Linked DNA regions of Mus musculus: region 2 is linked to region 1. Evidence: chromatin contacts called from public HiChIP or PLAC-seq data. All regions are on one chromosome and are shown on one strand. The core of a region is the stretch at or near the end of the contact, and the rest is flanking DNA. Distances in the headings are between cores, read along the strand shown.

Region 1 (7,536 bases), core at 1,962-4,461:
GGGAGGGGGAGGGGAGCAGGCCCAGGCAAGCGTGGGGGGAAATTCCCCGCCCCCTCCCCCTGAGCCCGACTCCTCCGAGTCCTCTGATCTCCCAGTGCTGCCCCGGGGCTTGGGGGGAGGCCAGCGCAGGTGCGTGGGAGGGCGGGGGCGGGGACCCGGGGAGGGAGATGGGGGGGTGGGGGACTCTAGGCAGCCCTACCCTGTCCAGACCCCTTGCCCATCAGACCAGCCTGCCCACCCTTTACTAACTAACCTCTGTATACCTTGGACCCAGGTTGACTTGACCCAGCTCTGACCGTCCTGAGAGCGTTTGCCACCTAACACACGTCCTGAAGCAGATGGAGAAACAAGATTCACAGGGAGCATTCTGAGAGGCCCAAGTGTACGTGGCAGAGATCAAAGATTAGCTGTGGGAGCCCTACAGTTGTGTAGCTGGCGCCCCATGCGAAGGTTCTTGGGGCTACCACAAGTTGCGAGGGGGTGGAGGGAGTGCGATAGAGGTGGGGTATTCCAAGGAGACGGACTTGCTTTAGGTTGTAGGCTAGTGAGTGGCGCCTCCTCTGGCAGCTCGCTCAGCAGCCAAGATGAGGATCCAGCCGGGAGTCCCCCTCTTGTACTGACTCTACCAGAGCCCTCCAGATATCTAACAAGGACACTCCAAGAAGACCTGTCTGTCCTTCCCTTTCCACCGGAGGGCAAAAATGAATGTTGAAGCTCTGTAGTTTTCCCCTCACGTTTTATGTGAGGGTCAGTCCAGTGGAGGAAGAAGCGAAGAACACAAGTGAATGTCCATGATCTCATGCATGGCAGAGTTGGCCAACGAACAGTGGGCCTTAAAACAACTCTCCAGAGTTTAGGATGGATCTGCCCAGTCCTGTCTCCTGCAAAGGGACAAGGGAGAGAGATGGTATTCAGTTACCAGGCTGGGGACACTGAGTGGAAAGAGGAAGTGTGTTCCTGCCACAAGTTCCAGTCTGGGGTGGCTGAGGAACCTTTGAAAAGTAAGACAGGCCACATGCCCCGCACCACTAACACACACACTTCCCCAGCATTCCACACTCAGCCCTGTGCAGGCAGCAGCTTGTCAGCATTCCCATGGCCCTAGGGGAACATTTGCACCTCCCCATTCTGCAGGTCCATGAACTGGGGCTCAGAGGCCTTTGGCAACTATGGGCTCACTAGCTAGTCAGTGTTGGAGCCTGGTTTCAAGTAGAGTCTGCTCTAGGTGCTGGGCACTGACACCGTTGTTCCTATCACATCTTTGGGGTTCTCTAACTCCACAGAACCATGTGGCTAGGGAGGGACACCAGGTAGCTCTCTCTCTCTCTCTCTCTCTCTCTCTCTTTCTTTCTCTTGTTCTTTCTTTCTTTCTTTCTTTCTTTTTGTTTTTATTTATTTTTTTATTTTTTTCCAGTCAGGGTTTCTCTGTGTATCCCTGACTGTCCTGGAACTCACTTTGTAGACCAGGCTGGCTTTGAACTCAGAAATCCACCTGCCTCTGCCTCCCGAGTGCTGGGATTAAAGGCGTGTGCCACCACACCCAACAGCTCTCTCTTTAGAAAAAAAAATTATATATTTTTAGACAGGGTCTTACTTGTAGCCCTGCTGGACTAGAGCTTGCCATAATAGACCATGTTGGACTGGAACTCACAGTATTCCCCTGCCTCTGCCCCCTGCATGACAGAATTAAAAGTGTTGGCCACCATGCCCACCTTCTAGTTCTCTTTGTCCAGGACCATAAGTCCCATTACTTTCCCCACACCTCCACTGAGAGCTGCGATCCCACTGCAGGCTCCCTGGGAGAGCTTTTTCACAGCTGGAGAAACCAAAGTACTGAAAGTTAGTATAGGGTCACAGTGCCTAAGACCCTGACCCTGGTGAACAAAGAAGCTTCCTGATCTGTCACTACCTGCACATACTTGTTATGTGGCGACAGCAGAGAGACAAGAACAGAAAACTTGGACATGAGGGTGGGTGGCCTTTGCTTGTATTTCCTTGGAAGCACATGATATCAGGTTTGTCCAGCTCAAGGTGTGTGTGTGTGTGTGTGTGTGTAGAGAGAGACATTGGGTGGCATTACCCCAGGACATTTCCCAGGGTGCATTTGAGCCCATCAGAGTGAGGGTAGATGCCAATGCAGACTCAGCAAAAGGAACCCCACAATTCTCAGTTGGATATCCGGGTCTCTCAGCGGTGGCACGTGGTGTTCTGCATGCATGCCTGCTTTCACACTTCCCCTCCCCCACCTCAGAGTCTGCTTGTCTTTCTCACTTCCCGATAATTACACCTTCCTCTCTGAATCACACCTTCCTTGGTCATAGGTCATAAGTAAGACGTTGTGTAGGTGCCATTTGATGCTTTGGGTCTCAAAAGCCTACTGCTATACCATGTCCGTTTCCTCTGTCTGCACCACCACCTGGCCAACTGTGAGAGAGAGGGCTGCCTCAGTGTACTTCAGTGAGAAGTGAGAGGGCTGCCTCGGCTGCCTCAGTGTACGACGCTCACCTTTTTTTTTTTTAAAAAGATTTATTTATTTTATGTATATGGGTACACTGTAGCCGAACAGATGACTGTGAGCCATCATATGGTTGTTGGGAATTGAATTTTTAGGACCTCTGTCTGCTCCAGTCAACTCTGATCACTCAGTTCCTGCTCGCTCCAGCCCAAAGACTTTTATTATTATACATAAGTACACTCACTGTAGCTGTCGTCAGATCCCTTTGTCGGGTGGTTGTGAGCCACCATGTGGTTGCTGGGATTTGAAATCAGGAACTTCAGAAGGGCAGTCAGTGCTCTTACCCGCTGAGCCATATCACCAGTCCCACACTCACCTTCATTGTAACATAAGCTGCTGCTGGCTTGTCATAAGTGCTCACAGCCTGTCGGGGCTAGGGAACACTCAGCCATGGATACCCATGACTTTGTTCATCTAAATTTCTTGAGCTTCCTCTGCCTCAGTTTCCCTACTGGGATGCCACAGTTGGGGAAATATGTGTCCAGCAGTTTTGCAAGTCTTGCCTCTGGGAGGCACAGAGGGTAGCTACCTTTGCTATTTACATCTGCCTCCAGCCTCTAGGGGGTGCTAGAGAACTGTTTCCAGAGAACTCTCGGTGATTTATTGGAATTTGCCATTCTGGACTAGGTTGGTAATTCTGAGAGGTGGAGTCAGTTTGTCTGCTCCAGCCATAAAATTCTTCTGGAGGGGCCTCTCAGGAAGGGCGGCTACTGACCTGGGGCTATGGGTTATGCTGGTTCTTCGTTGCCCCTCCCTCACAGGAGGCCTGGGAAGGAAAGGTTTCACTTTCGAAGGATGAGATGGCTAAACAGAAAGGCCCTGTCCAGTCATTTGCAATCAGACTTCGCCTGGTGGTTGCTACACTGACTGACTTGAGGGGGTGTCAGGGGTGTGGGGACCTCTGGGAAGAAGATCCTGGAGACCCAACAGTAGTTGGTGAGGAACCACCATGACTTGGTTTCAGAGTCCGCTGGTTTGGAGCAGAAAGGTAGGAACTGTATCCTGCCCATTCTCTCGTCCTGCTTCCCCAGACCTCTGACTCTGTCTTCTCTTTCCGCAGGAAAATTACGGCACCAGCTGGGAGCTGCAAATGCCTGTGGGGGTCCCAGTTGCTGCTGGTGTCCTGGCCCTCCTGGCCCTCCTGGCGTTGGCTTACCATTGTCTCAAAGAGGTACCTTCCTTCTCCTGACTCCATGCCTCTGCCCACAGCCATCTCCTTAGAACCTTCTCCTCTCTTTCTCATGACTCTCTCTGTGCCCAGGCCTGGAGGTCCAGATGCCAGCAGCCCTTGCCATGAGGGCTGGAGGTGTCCTCAAACTGGAGAGAGCTACAGCTTGTCTTCATCCACAGCCCGGGTCAGGGCCAGCTGGCGACCCTCTCTTCAGAGCCTCATGGCCCTCTACAGCCTTCCCTACTGTCCCTCTGAAGACCCTACTGGTACCAGGACAGCCCCTCGGCTTTGGGTCTGAAGAGACCTCCGTGTTTCAGAGGAGGTCGTGGTATTGGCCAAGCACCCTGCACCTGTTAATGTGGATGAAGGATTGAATCCATGGGAGGAGGGTAATGTGGGGTGAGGGCTGGATCCTCATCCCTCGGGTGTCAGGCATGAGGGAGGGGACACACTAGCAGAACTGTCTGTTGTCTCTGGGTTGTGGCATCAAGGCTTTCTCTCCCCAGAGTCACCTCAAGAAGTCAAGGCCCTGGTTACTCCATCTTAGCAGTAGCCTGTTCCTCTGGGGGTGCGGTAGGGGTGACACTGTGACCCAAAGGGGAGCCATGGACTAGAAGCAAAAGCACAAGGCCCTCGCGAGTGGCCAATGAATGTCTCAGCAGGCAGAGGAAGCTATGTCTGACCTCCACTCCCCAAATCTCTGTCATTGCCCAGGCAGAGCTTTGGGGTCTCATGTCCCAGCTGGCTCCTTCCTGGGACCATGGCAAGGGCCACTGCAATCTCACCCTTTGTAGTCCCTGAGTTCTCTTGGCTGAGCCCAGGCACCAGAGAAGGCAGGGCCTACTGAAGCACATCAGGGGTCCCTGGCTGGTGAGCAGTAAGCCTGTGGAACTTTCTGGGTCAGGACACTGCTGCAGGCCCCCTGTGTCCACTGTGACCTGGACTCCTGAGATCACCCAGGATCACCTCATTATTTTTTTGCTGAGCTTCCCTGGGTCAGGGAGGGTGAATTAGTAATGGCAGGTTAGTTAGGCCATGGCAAGTCGAATCTGAAAGTGATTCCTGCCCCTGCTGATGCACAGGCTCACCAGCCAGTTCTCTGGAGTGTAGACGTAACCCTGCATGCACCAACACTCTTCTCTGACTATGTCACACTGTGTGGAGATGGTGGAGGGATTGATGCAGATTAATTATAGTCTCTAATTAATTAAACTGTCTCTGAGTTAAGTAAGAGATGGGGACAGGAACACTGGTGCATGCCTGTGGTCTAAGCTAAATGTGGCAGGTTGAGGCAGCAGAATGACTTGGGTCTAGGACTCAAGGTCAGCCTGGATAACAAAGCACTGCCTGGCCTTAACTCTCAGTGGGGTCTGCTATGTAGCTCAGGCAGGCGTGCAAATTGTTAGGTAGCCCCATCGGGCCTCATCTGAGATCCTCATACCTTGATTCCCTGAGTACTGGGACTATAGGCACATAGAATTTGAGACCTTGATTCTCAAAAACAAAAAAAACAAAAACAAAAACAAAAACAAAAAACAAACAAAAAAGATGCTGGTGATGAACCTAGAGGGCCTGATTTGGCCAGTGAACTGTCTGGAGTCTAGATTTCTGCCCATAGCTGCACAGGAGAGGATGAGCTACCAGCCTTAGTTAGGGGCTGCCACTTTGATTGAAGCTGTGTGTGCCTCCAGGCAAAGGACACTGTTCAGACCTCCCAGAGACCTGGTTCACCAAAGGCATGAGCTAATAACAGGGAGTGTTTGGCAGCTGATCTTGGTAAATTGTTCAAAGCAGTAGTGTGTGTTGGACAGGACAGGCTGGTGGGCTTGGGGGCAGTGTGGAGTGAGACCAGCGTGGACAGGGCACAAGTGTCTAGGGCTGCAGGAAAGCGTGCCAAGCCTCTAATACCCTCCTGTTTGGCAGGGGCCTCTGCCATGGTCAGGAAGGTCACACTGAGTCTATTACAGTCCTGCAGAATAAGAACAAGATTGGTCTCCCTGGAGTACTGGATATCTTCCCGAGCAAGAGGCTGTAGGCTGAGGCAAGTGGAGGAAGGCCTAAAGACCAAGTGGGCCCTGGAGACATCCTTAAGTACATCTCTGGTGTCTGGTCCTTAAGTGAGGTAATCACACCTGACACACACAGCCAGGGAGAGGACCCCATGGCAGGAACTGTGGAGTCTGCACTGGCGGGCTGAGGAGGGGCCTGAGGAGAAGTGGGTGTGGAAGCCTCCCGTTGCAAGGTGAGTAGTTGGTCTCCAGGTGAGATGGAAGTAGAGGGATGGAAATGTATATTAAATCCCACAGTTGCTGGGCAGTGGTGGCACATCCTTAACGCCAGCTCTCAGGAGGCAGAGGTAGGTGGATTTCAGTTTTAGGCCAGGTTGGTCTACAGAGTAAGTTTCAGGACAGCTACCTAGAAGGAGGACTACACAGAGAAACCATGTTTCATAAACCCAAATCAAACCCCACCATCGAGTTTTTACTTGAAATCCTTTCTCTCTACCTGGTGCTGAGATTACAGACATGTGCCCCAGAGGTGCTGGGAATCTGACTCAGGTCCTTATAGCTATGTAGTAAGCACTTTACTAAGTGGGCCGTTTCCCCAGCCTTCAGACTGTCTTTTTTTGACTGGAGACAAATCTCAGGTGGAGGCCCAGGATGGCTGGTAATCAGAGCCAGTTAATGACGAAGATGAAAAGTGGGGAGTTGCCTGCCCAGGAGGTGCCCAGCGTCTCAAGAGGCAAACCTGGCCTTTGCTTGGGATACCACTTTCATCTGTGGCTCTCACTTGGGGTACCGCTTCCATTTGTGGCTCACTTGGGGCACTGCTTCCATTTGTGGCTCACTATAACTCATTCTCATGAGCTCAGAAGAACTCAAGCTGAGAGGTAGTACATGGCCCACTCTTCAAGCCTTCCCCAGGGCTGGGGATAGCTCCTCAGCAGGTCCCCTCCAAGTCTTGATCTAGGCCAAGCAAACACCATTGCCCATGAGTTACCAACCAAATCCACAATGTCCCCAGCACTTGGCAGGCGGTATGTGGTTTGTGGCAGCGCAGACTATTACTGACACACAGCAGCTCTGTACCATGAGACTACACAGGGTTTATTGAGGGAATCAGATGAGCAGAAGACAGCGGCAGGCACCAGGCCATTACTATCCCACAGGGGTGGCTGTTCCACGGCTTGTTTGCTAAGGGAGAGGAGCATGCAGCTCTATGACATGATGAGGACAGCTCTGGCCAGGGTGCAGCACGCAGGAAATTCTGCCGTTCCTGGGGACATTAGAGTGCCACTGCTGGCATGGCTCCTGAGTCCTGCTAAACTCTTCTACAGGAGGTGGCTTTGATGCCATCTAACTGACCTGGTGCATCATGCGACACCAGGTGAGCAACCCTCAGTGGTGCCGCTGCCACTAGAGCATGCCTACATGGTGTCACCTCCTCCTGACATCTGGGCTGGCTCCCAAGAACTGTGGACACAGGTTTAAGTTGGGAAAGAACGCAGGGTGCCAAGTCTGCCAGGGAGGTAGAGCGAAGCCTTTAGCCTGTTCCGCTCTGCCACAGTCAGAGCTGGGTGAGCCTTAGCAAGCAGCAAGAGACTAAAGAGCAGGCAGGCCTCACACCTGCCCCTAAAAGATGCCACAAAGCAAAACAAACCCTGCTGTGACTTGCACTGTCTTCAGAGGGTGGCAAGAAGTTCCTGCACATATCCTGGCTTGGGGTGACTGCATTTTGCTGAACTTCATGGAGCGCACACGGGATCACGCCCACTGGAAAGCTCTGAGCAAGGCAGTGTGCTCTGAAAGCAGATGGTGCTGAGGCCTGGAGAGCAGAGCAGGGCAGAGGT
Region 2 (7,536 bases), core at 1,402-3,901, 710 kb after region 1:
GAGGACCCAGGTTCAATCCCCAGCACCCACATAACTCATACACATAGCTCTACATGGCCACAGCTGTCCTGAAATTCACTACTTAGAACCAGGATGGCTTGAACTCAGATGTGCCTGCCTCTGCCTCTGCCTCCTCAGTGCTGGTGTGCACCACCACTCCTGCCCTCTCCCCCTTTTGCTTTAAGAGTTATCTATTTTTACTTCATGTGTTGGTGTTTTGCCTGCATGTATGTCGGTACACTATATGTGTGGCTGGTGCCCACAAAGAACAAAAGAAGGTATCAGATCACCTGGAATTGGAGTTACAAACATTTACATTTGTTAACTACTGTATAAGTGCTAAGAATTGAACCCAGGTCCTCTGCAAGAGCAACAAGTACTTTTTTTTCTTTTTGAGACAGGGTTTCTCTGTGTAGCCCTGGCTGTCCTGGAACTCACTCTATAGACCAGACTGGCCACAAACTCAGAAATCCACCTGCCTCTGCCTCCCAAGTGCTGGGATTAAAGGCATGCACCACCATAGCTCAGCTGCAACAAGTACTCTTAGCTACTGAGCCATCCTTCCAACTTAGCACTTAAGAATTTAACCAAATCATGCCAGCATCCTGGGGAAAGAGATGACTTAGTTTATCCTAGAGAGATTACTAGGGTTCAAGGTCACTGAGCTGAGCCAGCCAGACTCAAGCTTCCAAAACAGTCTGTCTTGTTTCCACTGTCTTATAGTCAGTCCCACATCAAAGTCAAACCCAGCCTGGGACAAGGAGGAGTCAATGACAAATTAATGATCAAATAAAAGGTCAAACCCAAGCTATGACTGGCCCATAGGCCACCTGAAAGAGGGTGGTGCCCTCCACTCTGCTCACACAAACTAAACACCGAAGAGCCTTACCCCTCCCACCCCACTCATTTAGAGTCTGACTCAGCACCAAAATGTTGATACTCAAAGAGTCCCTGACCCAGAAAAGGACACACCTATCCCATTTCACACTAAGACCATAAACCAGAGGTTCTCAACAGGTGGGTCCCGACCCCTTGGGGTTGCTACCAAATATCTACATTACAAATCAGCACAGTAGCAAACTTGCGGTTATGAAGTAGCAACAAAACAACTTTCCGGTTGGGAGTTCCAGAATATAAGGAACTGTATTAAAGGATGGAAGTATTAGGAAGTCTGAGAACCAATGTCATAAGTAGACCCAAGAACCTACAAGCATATGCCTTTATCCCAGCAATGGGGAGACTGAGTCAGGACCATCTCTGTGAGTTCAAGGCCAGCCAAATCTACATAGTGAGACCCTGTCTTTAAAAAACAAAAACAAAAACCAGGAACTCAGCTGGATAGTGGTGGCTCATGCCTTTAATCCCAGCACTTGGGAAGCAGAGGCAAGCAGATTTTTGAGTTCGAGGCCAACCTGGTCTACAGAGTGAGTTCCAGGACAGCCAGAACTATACAAACACTGTCTCAAACAAACAAACAAACAAACAAACAAACAAAAAACCTAGAAACTCCAAAGAGTTCCCTGAGACGGTAACTGACTCTCTCCAAGCTGAAATAAGGGAAAAAAAAATTACAGTGGGACTGAGTTCTTTCATGACAAAGAGCAGCAATATACCAGTAATACTTGTCAAACCACTTCCTGTCTGATCAAATCTACAGCTCCGTGGAACTAATGCACAGGAGATACCCAAACCACCTCTAAAAAATATCAGCACCTAGAGACGTAATCCTTGGTGCCAACACAGCCCTCGGCATACAGACACGATTTTAACTCTTTGCCATACTCCTAGGAAAAATTAAAGGGTTTAAGAGAGGAGTTACAGCCCCGGCTCCAATCTGATCCTTGACAGGAACCAGATGGACGACCTTGAACCTCAATTATCTCCATCTCTGAAGTGAATAGTAGTAATGATAGTTCGCCTTTCGAGCTTGGTTTAAGTAATGGTACAAGTCGGATTGAGCGGGGGGTGTTCCGCACATTCTTGGAAGCGTTGCTCCACCCCGTAGGGAAGGCCCAGGTCCTCAGTGGGGCGGTGCCGCCTCCCCAGGTCAGGTCCCTAATCCCTGTCTGACAGAGCGGCCCCGCCTCCAGTCTCCAGCTCCGCCCGAACTAAGGCCCGAGTGGCAGAGGAGAAGCAGAAGCTAGGGCTGATGGGCGCTGAAGAGGAGCGAGCGATGTTTGTTTGGCCAGATCGACCCCAAGGGGCTGGAGAAATGGGCTCCCTGTGAGCCTCTGCATCTGGCCCAACGGGTTAGAGGCAGTCCGAAGGGAAACCTGTGAGAGTTGTGAAGGTTTACAGACACTCGAGTAGCCAGGATCCGGGCGAGACCGTACACCGCAGCCCGGACAGAGCCGCCCGCACCCCGGCCGCACCAGGCTTCGGTAGGCTCGTTACCTTCCTCGCTGAAGGGCGCTGGGAGCCCAAGGAAGCCGCCGGAGGACAAGGCCGCCGCCGCCGCAACCCCGCCCTCGCCCGCTTCACGCCCGGCTTCGGCCCGGGCTTCTGCCGTATGAGCGGCCGTCACCCGCACTGCCATCGCGCCCTCCATGTCGCAACGCGCCACAGGAAGATGGCGGATTTACGACCATGTCGTCATAACAACGGGCCGCACCGAGGGCTGCGTGTCCGACAGGCAGGGGGCGGGACAAAAACGAATTTGACGGACAGGCAAAAAGGCGGGGCTATGGGTTGCGGTCTAGCGCGTCAGTAGAGGTGGAGCTTGGCTCTTTGAGAGCCATCAGCGCCAGACATCAGGGCGGAAGTGGGCGTGGCTTGTGTTAAATTGGCAGGACTTGGTCCAAAGTGAACTATCCGTGGAGTAAGAACTCTCCCTTTCTCTCACTTTTTTAAAAAAAGATTTATTTACTTTATGTATATGAGTACATGTACAGCTGGTTGTGAGCCTTCATATGGTTGTTGGGAATTGAATTTTTAGGACCTCTGCTTGCTCCGGTTGCTCTGGTTGCCCCACTTGCTCAGGTCAACTCCACTTGCTCAGTCCCTGCTCGCTCAGGCCTAAAGATTTATTCATTAAGTACACTGTAGCTATCTTCAGACGCATCAGAAGAGGGCGTCAGATCTCTTTACAGGTGGTTGTGAGCCACCATGTGGTTGCTGGAATTTGAACTCAGGACCTTCAAAAGAGCAGTCAGTGTTCTTAACCGCTGAGCCATCTCTCCAACCCCTTCTCTCACTTTTTTGTTTTGTTTTTTTAATGTAGTATGGTTTGTCTGCATACATGTCTGTGCACCACGTGCATGCCTAGCGCCCGTGGGGCCCAGAAGAGGGTGTCTGACCTGGAACTGGAATTACAGATGAAGTTACATGTAGGTGTTGGGAAATGAACCTAGATACACAGCCAATGTGTTCTTAGCCGCCCAGAGAATCTGAACTCTTTAGGGTTGCTACCCAATATAGAATCCTGGACTCAGACCTGGGTTGCAATGTCAGAATTTCCTGGGCATGAGAAAGAACTCCATTTGGAGATAGTTCGAGTGCTCCTTTCCAAAGACTTTTTTTGTAAAGATTTATTTTATGTATAGGAGTACACTGTAGCTGTACAGATGGTTGTGAGCCTTCATGTGGTTGTTGGATATTGAATTTAGGACCTCTGCTTGCTCTAGTCAACCTCGCTCATTCAGTCTGTACTCACTCTGGCCCAAAGATTATTTATTATAAGTACACTGTAGCTGTCTTCAGACACAACAAAAGAGGGCGTCAGATCTCATTACAGGTGGTTGTGAGCCACCATGTGGTTGCTGGGATTTGAACTCAGGACCTTCAGAACAGTCAGTGCTCTTACCCACTGAGCCAGCGAGCCAGCCCCAAGACTTTTATTCGGTATATGAAAAGTATTGAAAAGTATACATAAAAGTGACCATTTGTGACATTTAGTACACCGACTGAGTTGAGCGCTTATCACCAAAATTGGTTAACTGATTGGTTCATTGGTCGATTTGAGACAGGGTCTGGCTTTGTAGCTCCCTGTGGCCAGTAACTCGGTGGCCCCGGTAACTTGGTGCTGGGAATATGCCTGACTTAGTTCTAGAACATTTTCATCATCAAAACCTGTACTGACTGTAGCTCATTTTGGTAGCCAGCTCACCTATCAAGCACAAAATGAATAAAATAAAATAAAAAATGAACAGAGTATCTCAGGTTAATCCCAACATTTGGGGGATGATCCTTAGCTAAATAGGGAGTTCAAAGCCAGCCTAAGACATAAGAGAAGGGGGAGAAGAGAGAGAAACAGAAAGTGAGTTATTGAATAATATTGAAATGCATCGTATAAACAATGCATTTATATTTCATTTACAGTCAACTTGTATCTATCATTTTGGCTAATATAAAGTGTTGCTCTGAACATTCTTGTATAATTTGCTTTTATATTTTTGTATTGTTTCCAAGTCCCTTTTATTTATTTTTATTTCTTTATTTTCCTTCTCACTCTGGCCCCACTTGCTCTGGCCCAAAGATTGATTGATTTATTTATTTATTTATTTATTTATTTATTTATTTATTTATTTATTTATTATATGTAAGTACACTGTAGCTGACTTCAGACACACCAGAAGAGGGCATCAGATCTCATTAGAGGTGGTTGTGAGTCACCATGTGGTTGCTAGAATTTGAACTCAGGACCTTCAGAAGAGCAGTCAGTGCTCTTACCCGCCTAGCCATCTTTCCAGCAGGCCCTGGAAGGGATTTTTTATAAACTCAGTCATGGGCCGAAAGGGTGGCTCATGGGTCAAGAGCACTTAATGCTCTTGCAAAAGACCAGAGTTTGGTTCCTAGCTCCCATATAGTGGTTGACAATTGCCTGTAACTTCAATTTCAGGGTATCTGATGCTCTCTTCTGACGTCTGTTGGCACATACACTCAGACATTCTGGGAAGTGAACTCAGCACCTCTGGAAGAGCAGTCAGTGCTCTTAACCGCTGAGCCATCTCTCCAGCCTTTATTTTTATTTTTAAGTAGCTTCTTGAAACTATTGCTGGGTTAATTCTCTTAAGGTAGCGATCATCCCATGAGATGGCTGCCAACTGTCACCAAGCCAAGCAACCTGAGTTTGATCCCCAGAACCCACAAAGAGGAAGATGGCCTCTAAACTTCACATGCACCCTGTGGCAAACAAGCACCCATACACATATGCAACACTTGCCGGGCAGTGGTGGTGCACGCCTTTAGTCCCAGCACTTGGGAGGTAGAGGCAGGCGGATTTCTGAGTTCGAGGCCAGCCTTGTCTACAGAGTGAGTTCCAGGACATCCAGGGCTATACAGGGAAACACTGTCTCCAAAAACCAAAAAACAAAACAAAACATATGCAACACTCACTTGCATATACAAAAGTGCACGCATTCGTGTACACACACACATTAAAATACAAGGTTTTGTTTTATGATACTAGTGAGTAGATGGCTCACCAGGTAAAAACGGTTCCTTCCTAGGCTTGATGGTCTGTATTCAACCCCTAAGACGCACATGATGGAAGGAGACAACCAACTTGCACAAATTGTACTCTGACCCACACATACATGCCATGGCACAAACCACACACATACAAACACACAAATAAAATAAACAAAGTAACTTTAAGATTTCAGAAGCATATGATACTAATAAAAGCTATAAAAATTCCTGAAGGATAGAGGTTCGATCCGAGCCACACTGAGGCAACAAATGCATGCATATCCACCTGACACACTAGGAAATACATACAAATTTTAATAGAGTTAAATGGGAGGTAGAGAGATGGCTCAGTGGTTAAGAACACTGTCTGCTCTTCCAGAGGTCCTGAGTTCAATTCCCAGCAACCACATGGTGGCTCACAACCATCTATAATGGGATCTGATGTCCTCTTCTGTCATGCAGGCATACATGCAAATAGAGCACTCATATACATATATAATAAACCCTTTTATTTTTTTTAGATTTATTTATTGTTATATGTAAGTACACTGTAGCTTCAGACGCATCAGAAGAGGGCGTCAGATCTCATTACAGATGGTTGTGAGCCACCATGTGGTTGCTGGGATTTGAACTCAGGACCGGAAGAGCAGTCAGTGCTCTTACCCACTGAGCCATCTTGCCAGCCCTTATTTTATTTTTTTAGTATAGAATAGAGTTTATTCAGAGCATGGGGAGGGGAGTTAAGAGGGTAGCAGAGGCAGAAAAAGGCAGGGAGAAGGAGAGAGTACGGAAATGGGGGCCGGCCATGGCCACGTGGAGAGAGGAGGGAAGGGAATTGGGAGTAAGGGGGCAAGAGGCAAGAGAGAGGCAAGAGTGTAATAGGGTAAGAGCGCAAACCCTTTTATTTTCAAAGAGAGAGTGGTAAAGGGCTGGAGAGATGGCCCAGTGGTTAAGAACACTATTTATTCTCCCAGACAGTGATTTGAACCCCAAAAGCCATATAACCATTAACAACCTTCTGTAACTCCATTTCCATGGGATCAGATGCCCTCTTCTGCCCTCTCCAGGCATCAGGCATACAAGTGATACAGGAAATATTTAGACCAGGCTAGCCCAGGAGGCTCACAGGGCTCTATGTCCTGAGTGGTGGGGTTAAAGTCATGAACCACTATGCCTAGCTGGTAACTTTATTAGATGGATTGAAGACAACTGTCCTCACATACGTTAAGCTCTGCAAACATTTTCTGTAAGGAGGATGATTGCCCTTAGCTCATTCTTTTTTTTTTTTTAAGATTTATTATATGTAAGTACACTGTAGCTGTCTTCAGACACTCCAGAAGAGGGAGTCAGATCTCATTATAGATGGTTGTGAGCCACCATGTAGTTGCTGGGATTTGAACTCCGGACCTTCGGAAGAGCAGTCAGGTGCTCTTACCCACTGAGCCATCTCACCAGCCCCCTAGCTCATTCTTTATAAACTTTATTTATTTGGATTTATCTTATTATTTTTCTGTGTGTACTATTCTACACCACATGCATGCCTGATGCCCAAGAAAGTGGTGAGCTTCCATGTTTGGGAATCAAACATGGGCCCTGTCTTAGTCAGGGTTTCTATTCCTGCACAAACATCATGCCCAAGAAGCAAGTTGGGGAGGAAAGGGTTTATTCGGCTTACACTTCCATGCTGCTGTTCATCACCAAAGGAAGTCAGGACTGGAACTCAAGCAGGTCAGGGAGCAGGAGCTGATGCAGAGGCCATGGAGGGATGTTCTTTACTGGCTTGCCTCCTCTGGCTTGCTCAGTCTGCTCTCTTATAGAATCCAAGACAGCCAGCCCAGAGATGGTCCCACCCACAAGGGGCCCTTCCCCCTTGATCACTAATTGAGAAAATGCCTTACAGTTGTATCTCATGGAGGCATTTCCTCAACTGAAGCTCCTTTCTCTGTGGTAACTACAGCTGTGTCAAGTTGACACAAAACTAGCCAGTACAATTGACCCCTTGTCAACTTGACACACAAACACATCACTAGTAAGCCTCAACCCTTACATTCTTATTCATCCCCAAGATCTAAATAACTTTAAATGTCCCACAGTCTTTACATATTCTTAAATTTTCAATCTCTTTAA

The links. HiChIP or PLAC-seq counts read pairs in DNA pulled down with a chosen protein or histone mark.
Region 2: a contact with region 1 is called in a FOXA1 HiChIP or PLAC-seq map of pancreatic cancer cells. The contact joins the promoter of E4f1 here to the promoter of 9530082P21Rik in region 1. A contact is called at or near these places in 1 of 39 promoter capture datasets (cranial neural crest) and 1 of 115 datasets of contacts at active chromatin or transcription factors (pancreatic cancer cells).

What each region holds. Positions count from the first base shown.
Region 1 is chr17:23,746,025-23,753,560 of GRCm38.p6, forward strand. 9530082P21Rik (RIKEN cDNA 9530082P21 gene) reads left to right here and starts at 3,212. Exons shown (of 3, transcript NR_015472.2): 1 at 3,212-3,686; 2 at 3,777-4,075; 3 at 5,654-7,536. It overlaps Flywch1 (FLYWCH-type zinc finger 1), which reads right to left. Exons shown (of 8, transcript NM_001357994.1): 8 at 6,771-7,536.
Region 2 is chr17:24,452,741-24,460,276 of GRCm38.p6, forward strand. It overlaps E4f1 (E4F transcription factor 1), which reads right to left and starts at 2,652. Exons shown (of 14, transcript NM_001301784.1): 1 at 2,395-2,652. The coding sequence starts at 2,548.